Linked DNA regions of Sus scrofa: regions 1 and 3 are each linked to region 2. The links are chromatin contacts, called in public Hi-C and HiChIP or PLAC-seq maps. All regions are on one chromosome and are shown on one strand. Each heading gives the region's core, a stretch centred on a gene start, on an enhancer-like site or on the middle of the called end of the contact. The rest is flanking DNA. Distances are from core to core; before and after follow the strand shown. Region 1 overlaps CLEC16A (protein CLEC16A). Region 2 holds the start of SOCS1 (suppressor of cytokine signaling 1). Region 3 overlaps CLEC16A (protein CLEC16A).

The links. Hi-C and Micro-C count contacts between places; a contact is called where the count stands out from the background. HiChIP or PLAC-seq counts read pairs in DNA pulled down with a chosen protein or histone mark.
Region 1: a contact with region 2 is called in a Hi-C map of skeletal muscle, with 6 times the contacts expected there. The contact joins the enhancer-like site here to the promoter of SOCS1 in region 2. A contact is called at or near these places in 3 of 5 promoter capture datasets (fetal liver, fetal skeletal muscle and liver), 28 of 47 Hi-C or Micro-C datasets (alveolar macrophages, blood, brain and 14 more) and 2 of 2 datasets of contacts at active chromatin or transcription factors (alveolar macrophages and skeletal muscle).
Region 3: an H3K27ac HiChIP or PLAC-seq map of skeletal muscle shows a contact between it and region 2, with 6 times the contacts expected there. The contact joins the enhancer-like site here to the promoter of SOCS1 in region 2. A contact is called at or near these places in 2 of 5 promoter capture datasets (fetal skeletal muscle and liver), 3 of 47 Hi-C or Micro-C datasets (fetal heart ventricle, heart right ventricle and subcutaneous adipose tissue) and 2 of 2 datasets of contacts at active chromatin or transcription factors (alveolar macrophages and skeletal muscle).

The regions. Positions count from the first base shown.
Region 1 is chr3:32,117,820-32,122,401 of Sscrofa11.1, reverse strand. CLEC16A (protein CLEC16A) reads left to right here. Exons shown (of 25, transcript XM_021086617.1): 8 at 828-1,002; 9 at 2,353-2,406. Among named protein-coding and RNA genes, the nearest start is that of CLEC16A, 38 kb to the left of the region's middle. Within about 2 kb of position 3,126, at least 10 of the 83 cell types and tissues checked have an H3K27ac peak or open chromatin away from gene starts, as enhancers often do. A contact at or near this core is called in mesenteric adipose tissue, omental adipose tissue, retroperitoneal adipose tissue and 2 more, where this site is marked.
Region 2 is chr3:31,879,021-31,883,353 of Sscrofa11.1, reverse strand. It overlaps SOCS1 (suppressor of cytokine signaling 1), which reads right to left and starts at 1,463. Exons shown (of 1, transcript NM_001204768.1): 1 at 632-1,463. The coding sequence starts at 1,410. The coding sequence ends at 748.
Region 3 is chr3:32,071,279-32,075,855 of Sscrofa11.1, reverse strand. All of the region lies in intron 13 of CLEC16A (protein CLEC16A), which reads left to right. Among named protein-coding and RNA genes, the nearest start is that of CLEC16A, 85 kb to the left of the region's middle. Within about 2 kb of position 2,230, at least 15 of the 83 cell types and tissues checked have an H3K27ac peak or open chromatin away from gene starts, as enhancers often do. A contact at or near this core is called in skeletal muscle, where this site is marked.

The DNA.
Region 1 (4,582 bases), core at 1,877-4,376, 240 kb before region 2:
TTGGGGGGCCTGACCCCGTGCCTGTTGGTTCACTGGAGGGAGCGGGGCCTCCTGGGGGATGGGGTGGTATGGCCTGTCCCTGTGCGAGGTACACCCCCGCCCCCCCACAACCCCGGTGGGTCTGCCTCTCTCCAGAAGTCCTCTGGAGCATTTTTGTTGTTGTTGTTGTTGTCTTTTTGCCTTTTCTAGGGCCACCCCACAGCATATGGAAGTTCCCAGGCTAGGGGTCGAATCGAAGCTATAGCCGCCGGCCTATGCCATAGCCACAGCAATGTGGGATCCGAGCTGCATCTGTGACCTACACCACAGCTCATGGCAATGCCAGATCCTTAACCCACTGAGCGAGGCCAGGGATCGAACCTGCAACTTCATGGTTCCTAGTCGGATTCGTTAACCACTGTGCCACGACGGGAACTCCTGGAGCATTTTAAATAGTGAGGATTTATTTTTCCCTGAATGCTGCTTATCTTAGGAGCCAAGGGATCTTACTGCTTAACCTGGTGGCTGCTCTTGTTTGAAATGGCTCGCTAAGGGCTTCCCTGGGTTTTGCTCTGCTTACCCATTTTGTCTTGGGCTGCGGTGGTGCTGGTGGGGTGAGTTGTACTGAGGCCCCCAGAAGATGGGGGGACCCTCTGAGTCCCCTAAAATCGATTGTAGTGGACCTGTCCTTTTCCTCCTTAACGCACCAGTAGGGCCTGGCTAGGTGTCTCTCGAGACTGGCCCACATATTTGTGTGTGAACTGAGGGCCTCCGGGACCTAGTGTCAGGCTCTTGGTTCTGGGCTCTGAGCTTTGGCTCCCGGGCTGAGGTGGGCTCTCTCTTGGCAGGCACCGGAATCGGGGGAAGCTGAGTGACCTGGTGGCCGAGCACCTGGACCACCTGCACTATCTCAACGACATCCTGATCATCAACTGCGAGTTCCTCAACGATGTGCTCACGGACCACCTGCTCAACAGACTCTTCCTGCCCCTCTACGTCTACTCCCTGGAGAACCAGGACAAGGTGGGCAGGTGGGCGGGGCAGGCGGAGAGCCGTTGCTCTGAGGAGGGCTGGCCTTCGAAGGGACCAGGGCTTTGCCGTTCTTTTCCTTTCCTCTCATTTCCCCTGATGGGTTGAGGGAGAGGGCGGGAGGCGGAGAAAGAGAGAGAGAGGCAGTGAGTGCGTGTGCGTGGACTGTGAATGAATGAGAAAAGACTACTGAAATCAGAAGGAAACAGGAAACCTCCACAGATTTAGGGTTTTGGTTTCTGTGAGTCCTCCTGTTGAGGTATTCTCATCCCTGGTGGCGGAGTTTCTTGTGTCGCCACCAGAGTTCATTGCCTTGGAGAAGATGCAGCCACCGAACTCGCCCAAGATGGACAGTCACCTAGGAGAAGGGCCCGGGGCAGGGACTGTGCCCAGTCGGCTCGCGGGGAGAGGGCTGTGGAAGTGCTCGTCCTTGGGTGCCCTCCCTCCGCTCAGGGCCTCGGGCAATGTGCATCTGGACTGGGCCAAGGATCTGCATGTTTAACCCACCCCGCCAGGCGAGTCTGAGCTGGTGGCTCATGGTCCCCTCTGCGAGAAATGCCACTTCAGGGAGGGAGACCCTCCGCCAGCACCTCCCCAGGTTCAGGGGCAGAACCAGCTGGTCACTGCAGGGGCCCCGGCCTGTTACACGCGACCCACGGGGGTAGAGCTTTCTTTGTGGAGGTGGCACATGGGGATTCCTGTTGAAATCAGCGAGAAAAGAAAGTTGTAACCCTCATGCGATCTCCCCAAGGCAGCTCTGGAGACAGAGGGAGAGCATGGGGACGGGAGCTTTCAGACCTGAGTTCACACGGCCTCTTCCCTCTCCCCGCTCTGCCACCGGCAAAAGGCAGTCATCTCCCCGGAGCAAACAGTGTCCTGAAGGTCCTCTCAGGGCTGGCGCGAGGTGGAGCTCGTGACGCCCGTACAGATGAGGGGCCTCCTGAGACCGGGGACCCCTGAGACCAGGGGCCCCAGCCTCTCCCACCCCCGCCTTCCTGAGGGTGGGCCTGGGGCCTCTCCCACCAGCGCTGGGGCCAAGCTGGGGGAAATTAACCCTCTGGGTAATCTAGGACCTGGTTCTTCTCTGGACCACGGTCAGCGTCTAGTCCATGACTGAGGGTGCAGGCTTTCTCAGGTGGAAGCAGAGCGGCCTCGTGGATGGCGTCGGATGGGATTAGGTTGCGCGTCTCCTTTGCAGGGCGGACTCTGCCACCAAGAGAAGAAGAGCCGGGGGTCTTGGAGGAAGGGGGGGAGGTGCTGGGCGTCGCTCCTTCAGATGCATGGCTTCTGTACCCTCCGTGCGTGACCGAGCCCTCTCTCTGTCTCTTCCCCACCCGTCACCAGGGAGGAGAACGGCCAAAAATCAGCCTGCCCGTTTCCCTGTACCTTCTGTCACAGGTATGTTTGCCCTATCGCCCGTGTCCCAACCACATGGTGACGTGGGGTCCGGGGTGGGGGGCTGCTGCCTTGCGGAAATTTCCCAGGCCACTTTGCCCTGTCTTCTCTCTCCATGTCCCCACCTTGAAATAAAATAACAAGACAGGGAAAAGGGGGTCCATTTTCCAGACACTGCTGGAGGCGCTTTGTATTTTTTCGTGGTCGTGCTTGGAAGTGTGAAGAGAAGTGAACAATAAATCAAGCCTGGCACATATGTACTTGGTTTTTACTGTGGGGACTGAGGTTTCCGAAACCGCCAAGGAGCGTTCTGAACACCCTGGAAACGTCGCCCGCGCGGGTCCTGTTTTCGGCCATTTTGACCGAAACCCCGAACCGCAGGCCCCGACGTGTAAGTGCACAGCAACTGTGCCTTCACAAACTTCCATCCACGAGGCCGCTCTTCAAGGCTTTTATGGTGGTTTTAGTTCCGAGGTTACCTTCTGGAAGGTATCTTATAGCAGCCTCAGTCCCCAGATGTGTGTCTTGAGCCAATTTGTCTGCCTCCCCCTCTTAAACAAGTGTGTTTCCTTCTCGTAATTATGTAATATTTACAAGAAGGGAAAAACTCCATGGTGACCCAGTTACATAACTTTAAAAATATTTTTATTACGAGCAGTCCAGACTCTCAGGCCATCTCATTAGACTGTCAAGTAGTCAGACATTTGACCCGAGTTCTGTTCCCACTTCTGCTGTGGCCTGGGTATTTATTGGCTTTGCTGAGCGAATGGCCTTCTCACTTGGTCTGTGGGCCATTTCGAGTCCGAGGAGGGCTGTCTGCCATTGCCCTGAGAAGAGAGATGCTGACTCGGCCTCCTCCTGGCGGCCAGGCCAACTGGGACCGTTGCGTGGCCACTTCCCCATCACCCAGGTCTTGTCCCTGCGGCTCTGTTTGCTCGGGGCTGTGCGCTGGTGCCGACTCTCTGAATGCCCCTCTGTGCGCCCAGCTCCGTGCAGAGCCCAGCCCCTCCTGGCAGCTGTTTCCACCGCCTCCTTACGGATCCACTGGCCTCTCCTGCCTGGGATTCTGGAGTCTGGCAGGATGCGCGCAGGCCAGATGCTCAGCTGCAGGAACCCCGGGGCAATCGGCCGCCCTCAGGACCCTTCAGCTGCTGGAGCACCCCGCGGAGCCAGCCCCACTTTTTCTCCGAGAACCCCCTTTTCCTGCTTTCCTAGTAAGGGACCTAGGGGCTAGTTTCGGTCTCTCACAGAAGCGCTGTCTCTGGCGTCCCAACTCACATAGTGGAGCTTTGCTCCCCACCCTGCGTTTCCCTGTGATTTTATTAGCCAGTTGCCTGAGGATGTAAAAACCTCAAATCAGTTCTAAATCCTGGTGCTTAAGCTCTACATCAGAACATCCTCAGAAGTTATTTTATAAGCATCACTACTAAACCAGGAAAATTTACATTGATGACGTTAACTCAGTGTGAGGGACGCTCTCCAACTAACACTGAACCTCTTGTGACACAAACAGGATGGCCCAGTCTTTTTTGTCCTTTTATTTTTGGGGGGGGTCCTTTTTAGGGCTGCACCCGAGGCATATGGAGGTTCCCAGGTTAGAGGTTGAATTGGAGCTGTAGCCACCAGTCTACACCACAGCCACAGCCACACGGGATCTGAGCCAGGTCTGCAACCTACACCACAGCTCACAGCAATGCCGGATCCTTAACCCACTGAGCGAGCCAGGGATCGAACCTGCGTCCTCATGGATACTTGTTTGGATTGGTCACTGCTGAGGCACCATGGGAACTCCTGGCCCAGCTCTTTTGAGTCTGGCCCACACACGCTTCCACGTACCTTGTGACTGTCGGCTCCACCACTCCCAGCCTTCCCCATCCATAGCGCAGGAATGGCACCATGCATGTCCACCCTGGCCTCTGTCGGGTGGGCTTAGTAGATAGATGCCCACTGAGTGTTTGTGGACTGAATTCCTTTGTCATCAGTATGATCACTGTTGCTTGAAGGCCCGCCCTGGGCCTGGGCTAACCCGCTCGATCATACTGTACAGTCTATGATTGGCAGTGAGTGTCTCCCCCATGTTTTAAAAACACCGTGCTGTTTTTTTCGGTAGGTCCCACATTTGGTTTTTCTGCCTGTACCTTTAATTGAATTGTATTTATTTTTGGCACAATGTGTTCAT
Region 2 (4,333 bases), core at 214-2,713:
AGATGGGGATTAGAGCCTTGCTTCATAGGGTTGTCTTTATAGATTAAGTCAATTTAAGCATGTGAAGCACAGAATAGGGCTTGGCACACATTAAGTGCTCAAACTCGAGCTGCCATGTTACCAGAGACAAGACCAAAACTAGACAAACTGTTCCTCTCCCCTTGAGCACTGTGGGTAGAGCCATGCAGGGCTCCCAGCCAGAACTTGGGCCCCACACGGCCTTTGGCCAAGCTGAACAGGTCAGTCTTAGGACCCCGGGGACCCGCTCAGAATCATGGAAAACCTTTGACCAAAGCACACGCTCTAGAAACCTTTTTTCTTAAAAAAAAAAAAAACTTTCATAATAAAGTTTATTACCTAAACTGGTGGTAAAAAATATAAAATAGGATTCTGCACAGCAGAAAAATAAAGCCAGAGACCCTCCCCCAACCCCTGGTTTGTGCAAAGATACTGGGTATATGTAAACATGAAGAGGTAGGAGGTACTGAGTTCAGGTCCTGGCCCCAGATAGTTAAGTTAAGCTACTACCAGGGGGACAACCAGGGGGACCCAGAGGGAGCACCAAGAGGGGGCACCCCCACAAGAGGTGGGGAGGGGTCTACGGGAGGGGTCTCCAGCCGAGGGCGGGAGGCGCCTCGCCCCCACACTCGCTCCCTCCAACCCACATGGTTCCAAGGAAATAATAATTAATAATAGAAAATAATAAGGCGCCCCAGTTAATGCTCCGTGCAGGGCGGGCGCGGCCGATCATATCTGGAAGGGGAAGGAGCTCAAGTAATCGCGGAGGACGGGGTTGAGGGGGATGCGCGCCAGGTTCTCGCGGCCCACGGTAGCCACAATGCGCTGGCGGCACAGCTCCTGCAGCGGCCGCACGCGGCGCTGGCGCAGCGGGGCCCCCAGCATGCGGCGCGGCGCCGCCACGTAGTGCTCCAGCAGCTCGAAGAGGCAGTCGAAGCTCTCGCGGCTGCCGTCCAGGTGGAAGCGGCCGGCCTGGAAGTGCACGCGGATGCTTGTGGGGCCCGAAGCCATCTTCACACTGAGGGCGAAGAAGCAGTTCCGCTGGCGGCTGTCGCGCACCAGGAAGGTGCCCACGGGCTCGGCGCGCAGCCGCTCGTGCGCCCCGTGCACGCTCAGAGGCCCCCAGTAGAAGCCGCAGGCGTCGAGGAGCGCGCTGGCGCGGGTGATGCGCCGGTAGTCGGCGTGCGAGCGGAACGTGCGGAAGTGCGTGTCGCCCGGGGCTGGAGCCGGGGCCGCCGGGCAGGGCCGCGGGCGCGCCGGGACCCCGGGTGAGGAGGAGGAGGAGGATGAAGATGAAGAGGAGGAGGAGGAGGAGGAATGCTCTGGCCGCCGTCGGGGCTCTGCTGCCGTGGAGATTGCATTGTCGGCTGCCACCTGGTTGTGTGCTACCATCCTACACGCGGGGTCGGCCGGAGGGGTGGGCCATAGCGTCCGGGGGTGCGCTGATGGGGGAGACAGTCAGTGAGCGGGGAGTCTGGGTGGGGCTGGGCAGGTGAGAACCCGCGAGGCAACTTAGGAGGGGTGGGGATCCGTTTCTAATGGGTCGAGGGCGCAAGACCAGGTCGGGGCGGCCCTTTGAGCCTCAGTGGTCTCATCTAGAAAATGGGCTTCCCCGTCCGCAGAGTACTTCCACGCGGCTGGGAGCTCGGTGGGGCTCGGAGTCGCTCAAAGTTTGGTTAAGAGAGGGGGGCGTGGAGAGAGGTGCTTTGGAGAAACCAGCCCCAACTCCGGCCACTCGGCTCCCCATTCGCCGCCCTACGGCCGCCGCCTGCTGGCCAGGCCGGGGATTGGCGCCTCGACTCCGAGATTTGCGCAAAGGCAGAAAAGCTGCGTTGCGGGAACCCCCAAGCGCGGGGGTCTGCCAGGGTGGAGCCAGCCGGGGCTAGGGGCGTGGCGGCCGCGACCCCACCACGCAGCGCCCGAGGCCGCCCTGGCAACCTGGCTGTCCTGTGCCGTCCTCCCCTTTCCCTCCCGCTTTCTTGCCCAGTGCCGGGCTCACCTGGCGGCGGGGCGCGGGGCGCCGCGGGCGGGGCGGCGGGGGTCTCCGGGGCGGCTCTCGTGCATGCTCCGGGGCCGGGAGCCGTGCAGCTGCCACGGCCGCAGCTCGCTCTGCTCCGCGCCCGCCCCTGCACCAGTCTTTTAAACTGGCTTGGAGGTGTGGTCAGTGAAGGCCCCGCCCCCTACGGCTACACCCCCCCCCCCACTACAGGCCCGCCCTTCCGCGCCACTTTCGGTTTCTTTTTGTGCGCGCCTCGGAGGCCAGGCTCGCTCGACCTTTGCCACAAATCCGGGAACCTTTCCCCGGGAGGCCCCCTGTCCTGATCTAGCCTCGCACCTGTCCTAGGACCCCTCTATTCAGGTCTCCAGCCCCATCCCTGAGCTCCCTGGGCAGTTCTCAGACGCCCCTTCGGACCTAGTGGCCCAGCTTCCCCCGCCCCCGCCACTGCTCTCGGTCGCAGATTTCTGCAGCCAACCCCTTAAGGATACTTTGGACTGACCCTAGCACATTCTTCTGCCCCATCAGGTGTCTCATCACCCACCTTGGCTAGATCTGGGTCCTCTACTCTGGAGCCAGACACCTCCACCCGCCCTTGGGGTCTCGTTTGGGACCCCTCCGGACTGCTTTCGCCATTGCTCTGCCCCGTAGTGCCGGAGCCTCTAGATGGCTGCTTCTGCGCCCCTCCCTGCCTGTTGCTGTCCCCAGTTTTGGCTTGGGCTTCCCAGGAAGCGACGATCTGACCACAGGCTTCGGAGGAACCCTTCGGCGGCGCGGGAGGGGCGCCTTCGCTGCTCACACAGTTCCTCGGAAACCGGGCGGGGCCGGGCAAGGTCGGTTGCCGGTGGCCTTGGCCGGCGCTCTACTACGCCGCAGCCGGAGAAACTGAGGCTCAGTGACTGGTGGAGGGGGAGCTCCGAAGGAGGCACGCCCTCCTTGCTTTTATTTCGGGGAGAGGAGCAGCTAGGCACTCTGGAGCCCAGTGAAAAAACGGTTCATTTTCAGATGTGTTAATTCCAAAAACCTGCTGTGAGTTTTCCTGGCCAGCCCTCCTCTTCCCCCTCGTCTACTTTACTGTTGCCTCCCCACTGCTCGCGTCTGCTCCCTTCCCACACTCGCACCTCGGCTTTGGGATGACGGGGTACCAGTTGTGATTCGTACATTTGTGTGTGATCCTGTTTGTCCTGGAAAGGCACGGAATAGGTGCCTGGCTGCTATTTGTATTTTTGAATGAAAGAAAGAGCGAATGAGCTTTGAGGCTGGTGGGTGGTGCGTCTCAGAGCCAGGAGGCATCACGCGGAGGACACCAGGCTTGGCCGACCCTGGCTGCACACTGCCCTCTACAGGCAGCTCTCAGGCTGCAGCCCAGCTCGCTCCTCTGCTTGGAGCCCTGGTGGCAGGTCCTCCAGCCTCGGCGCTTGTCATCCCTGAACCCAGCCCCCCTGTGTTTCCTCGTGAACACAAGGGGATGGCCCAGGACCAGCTTGCTTAGAACCCCCTTGGCTCCCTGAATTCATGTTCACAGCAGCTGGTGTTGGTCATTGATGTGGTTGTGTGTGTGTGTGTGCCCTGGGTTGTGTGTGTGAACGTGCACTTGGGTGCAAGGGAGTGAGAAGATGCAGAGCCATGCATGTGCCAGTGGTCAGGTGCTGTGGTCATTCAGGACCAGCTGCATGGGGCCGCCTTGTGGTAAGTGACAAAATATAAAGTAATGGTTCAAAGCTGGACTTTGGACCCAGGCTAGCTGGTTTCCAATTACAACTATGCAACTTTCTGTCCTTGTGATCCTGAGCATGTAATTAACTCCTTTGCTTTGGTGTCTCCATCTATGAAGAAGGTCATGATATTGTCTCCCTCCAAGTACAGGGATTAAATGAGTGCTAATGGGTCAGGTGCTTTGAACAACCCCTGGTGTATAATAAGCATTCAGGAGGTGTTTGCTGTTGCTGTTATTGTCCATCAGCGGCTGGCTGTGGCTGTGGCAGCGTATTGGAGCCACAGACATTTGGCTTTATTTTAGAAGCCCTAGCCCAAGGAGAGCAGGCCATAGAAGGCATGGGGGAGTAGAAGGAGAGTTTCATGGCCCCTGGATGCTGGCAGTGGGGAGGCATAGCACCTCCTTCTCCCTTTGAGCTGGGGGTGGGTGGTCCAGTCCCAGAGAAGGCAGCCAGGCTGGGCTGGCTCCTGTATGACTTGTCTTCCTGCCAGCAGTCTACTTGGCAGGCCTCTGGGCAGAGGGAGATGTATAAATAGCTGGTGGCCCACGTGCCCCCCCCCCCATCGACAGCCCAGGTGACTCCTACCTCTTTTTCCGGAGAC
Region 3 (4,577 bases), core at 981-3,480, 190 kb before region 2:
CTGGGGCAATCCCTGGGCCCTTGCTTTTGTTTGCCCTCTCTCAGGGTCACTCTCCCGTGTTGCCTGTTGTCTGGTCCAGTGCCTCATAACCATTGTTTTATATGGTTTGCCTACTTTTCTAGTTGCTTGAATCAGGAGGGTAGATCCAATCCCTCCTGGCTGGAAGGTGTTATACTTTTTTTTTTTTTTTTTTTTGCTCTTTAGGGCTGTACTTGTGGCATATGGAGGTTCCCAGGCTAGGGGTTGAATCGGAGCTGCAGCTGCTGGCCTACACCAGAGCCACAGCAACTCGGGATCCGAGCCGCATCTGCGACCTACACCACAGCTCACGGCAACACCGGATCCTTATCCCACTGAGCGAGGCCAGGGATCAAACCTACAACCTCATGGTTCCTAGTTGGGTTCGTTAACCACTGAGCCGTGAAGGGAACTCCTGGAAGCTATACCACCTAAAAAAGAAGTTGTATTGAGGTGTAATTGATAAGCAGTGAACTGCACGTACGTAAAGTATACAGTTTGATAAGTTTTGAGGCACAAACACACCATGGAACCATCACCACAGTCAAGACAGCGTTCACGTCCTTCACCCCAAATGTTTTCTCCTGCCCCTTTGTCACCCTCCTGTCCCTCTCTTCTCCCACCCTTCTCCCTGGGCAGCACTGAACTGCTCCCTGTCTCTGTAGATTAGTTTGCACTTGCTAGAATTTTATGTAAATAGAATTGCAAAATCTATACTCTCTTTTTGTATGACTTCTTTCCGTCTGCATAATTGTTTTGCGATTCTTCCGTGTCGTAACCATCTGTGGTTCCTTTCCTCTTACTGTTGAGTAGTTTTCCTCTGTAGGAATATGAATGTACCACAATTTGCTTACCCACTCCTCTGTTTTGCTGTTTGGCCATGGCAAGCAGCAGCTTCCTGTGGGATCTCAGTTCCCAGCCCAGGGATCGACCTCAGGCCTCAGTGGTGAAAGCACCGAATCCTAACCACGAGACCACCAGGGAACTCTCCCTGCTCCCCATTCAGCTGTTAGTGGACATTTGGGTTGTTTCCAATTTGTGACCATCGTAAACAAAGCTGCCATGAACATTTGTGTGTAAGTCTTTGTATGGACATGTGTTTCCATTTTCATGGCTAAATACTGAGGAGTAGAGTAACTGAATCTATGTTAGGTGTATATTTGTTCTTCGGCACCTGCCAAACTGGCTTCCACAGCGGCTGTATAACCTCACATCCCACCACCCATGTAGTTGCAGCGTCTTCACACCCTCACCAGTAGTGGGCATGGCCACTTTTTGTAGTTTACTCATTTTAACAGGTATAGATAGGGTGGTGTCTTTTTGTGATTTTTTTTTTTTTCTTTTTTGGCCGCTCCGTAGCATAGGGAGTTCCCGGGCCAGGGAACGAATCCATGCCACAGTTGTGACTTACGCTATAGCTGCGGCAACGCCGGCTCCTTTAACCCACTGTGCCAGGCCTGGGATTTGATCCTGAGTCCTGGCGCTGCAGAGACACAGCCAGTGCATTGCGCCACAGTGGGAACTCCTCTCTTTTTGTGATTTTAATTTGCATTTCCCTAGTATCTAATGGTGTTTGGCAGCTTTTCTAGTGCTTACTCTGCCACCTGCATGTCTTCTTTGGTGAAGTGTCTTTTCATATCCTGTGCCCATTTTTTAATAGATTGTCCATTTCTTATTGTTGCGTTTCAGGAGTTCTTTATATTCCGGACACAAGTCCTTTATCAGATGTGTTTTGCAAAGATTTCCTCCCAGGCTGTGGCTGGTCTTTCCATTTTCTTGCCACTGCTCTTGGGAGAGCAGATGCTTTTAATTTCCATGAAGTTCCCATGACACTTTTTTATACTGCTCTTGCTCTGCATGGTTTCCCTCCCATGCTGGGCAGCTTGGTCTCCGTATCTCTGCCGACAGCCTCCTGCAGAGCTGGGCTCAGCGTCTGGCAGCCGGTCAGCACTCGGCCGAAGTTTGCTGGCTGAGTGCCTCTCAGCTGTGTGGCAGCCCATCCCCCACCCCGCGCCCGCGCTGCCCGTCCTTCCCTTCACAGGGGCTCCGCAGGGAAGGTGCTATCGCCGTGGGCGGAGGTGCCGGGCTCCCGAAGGCTGGGGGCTCGTGGGCGAGCTCTTTGCCTTACAGGTTGCTGGCTTCCCTGACGGGCTTCCTTCTGGGAGCCCCTCCATGTGTTGGGGAGCAGAGAAGTGGTGGCTCGCACCCCACGCTCCTTCACTCCTTGGTCCGTGTGGTGGCTGGGGAGACCACCCCACTGAGCCCTGCTGGGGGCCTCCGTCTCTGTCTTCCTAAAAGAGTGGGACTCTGGATTCAGAGGAATTTAATTCCTTCTTCTGTTGCTTGCAAATGCTTTTATTTACTTATTCACTGTCCCTTCTGACGAATACTTCTGAAGCCCTTCTTAGACACCAGGCCCTGTGGTTCTTATGGAGAACACAGTGGTGAACCAGCGAGTGTGGCTGCTGTGGAGGGAGGTGAAGGCAGCATGACGGGCGTTTTTTCGTTGTTGTTGTTGTTTTTCTTTTTAGGGCCGAATGGATGTTCCCAGTCTAGGGATGGAATCGAAGCTTCAGCCGCACGGCCTACACCACAGCCACAGCAACACCAGATCCGAGCCACACCTGTGACCTACACCACAGCTCACAGCAATGCCGGATCCTTAACCCACTGAGCAAGGCCAGGGATTGAACCCGAAACCTCATGATTCCTAGTCGGATTCATTTCCTCTGTGCCATGACGGGAACAACTTGAAAGAAAGACTTTTCGTGTGTGTGTGTGTGTGTGTGTGTGTGTGTGTATGATTTGTGATTGTGGAGTGAACCAGGGGTGGTGGTACAGGGGTCACCAGCTAACATGATCCGGGAAAGCTTCTCTGAGGAATGAACATCAGAACTGAGGCCTGAAGAGCGAGAAGGAGTCAGCTCTGCAAAGGTCTGGGGCAGGAGTGCTCCAGGTAAAAGGAACAGCATATGCAAAGGCCCTGAGGTAGGAAAAAGCTTACAGGTTTGAGGAGCAGAAAGCAGATCAAGGTAAGGTGGACCAGGTGGGCAGGGACCAGATCGTAAGGGGCCTTGAAGGCCGCAGAAAGGAATTTAGATTTTATCCCAAGTGCAGCGGGGAACACCGAAAGGATTTTTAAGTGGGAGATTGACACGATCAGATGGACGTTCTTGGAAGATTGCTCTGGCCACTGAGGGAGTGAGTTGCAAGGGGGAAAGCTGGGATGCTTGTTAGGAAGCTGTTGCAGTAGCCCCAGCAAGGATAATGTGGGTCGAATTATGACATGTTGGCCGTGGGGATGGAGAAAATTGGAAGGTTTTACGATGTATTTTGGAGACAGAGCCAGGATGAGCTGTCGGACTGGATGTGGGGCTTGAGTGAAAGGGACGCCTGGGCAGCTGTGTGTGGCCATTGATTAAGATGAGACCAGGGGAGGACTGGGGCTGGGAGTGGGGGACGTGGCCTGATTGGGTGGGAGGGGCCCCAGGGGAGGAACGATGCCAGGGCACTGCTCCTGCCCAGGTGTGGCTGGTGGCCCATTTCCAGAACCAGTGAATGTGGGCTATGGAGTACACTTGGGGAGCAGGCCGCGGAGCTCAAGTTCAGCACCCGAGGCCCAGGTGCCTGCGGGACCCCCGGGGAAACTGCCTTGTGGGGGCGATGCTGCTGGGTTTATAGCCTGCGGGTACAGGTCTGTCTTTGGTGAGGGGGCAGCGGGGGGTGGGGGGAGCAGCTGGTTGGTGTTCTGGTTTGGCAGCAGTCAGTTTGCTGCACTTAACCTGCAGCCCCTCGTTTCCAGATACGTGCCCTCCAAGCAGGGCTCCTCATGAAATGGTCTCTTTCCGATATTTTTTCATCATAAGACAATTTTAACATAAAAGCAATGTTAATAAAAACCAAACGTCAGTTCAGGCCTTCCAGTAAATCATATTGGATTAGATGCTGCACCGAAATGAACATTCCACAGTGGAAAGGGTTGACCGGTGGGAGGAAGGCGCTCGTTGTGATTCACTTGGGCCCCGTCATGAAGCCTGGTTCATGTCTGTAGGTGCATATGCAGCCTCCTCGCCTTTGTCAGGTCTGCGGGCCCCGGCCCGGGGCAGGGGGGTGAGTTTTGCCACTTTGTCTTCTTAAGGGTTCCCGCCCACTCACCTGCCCCTTTCACTTATCATTGCTTACGCAACAGGAATCTTGGGCTTTTTGCGTTTTTTGTTTTGCTGAGAAGTTACTGGAACATGGATGAGAGGTATGGGAAAGGCCAAAAGGTAATGAGGAAAAGGGGGGCTTTCTCCGTGCAGAGACTGGCAAAAATAGCACTTTGGGTCTTGACTGACACATAATCAGAACTGGAAGTACACTGGAAATTGGCCCAACATCTGGTCAGCTTTCGAAATAGTTGGTCTCTAGTTTTCCAAAGCTGGCGATGCTTGCACAACTCCAGCCAAGGAGCCCAAAAGAAAAACATCTTTTGACCATTATTTACCCGGCAGTGTTGTGGTCTCTTTGTTGCAGGTTTGTATGCCTGCTTCTTTCCACGCTGCCCTGGTCGAGGTCTT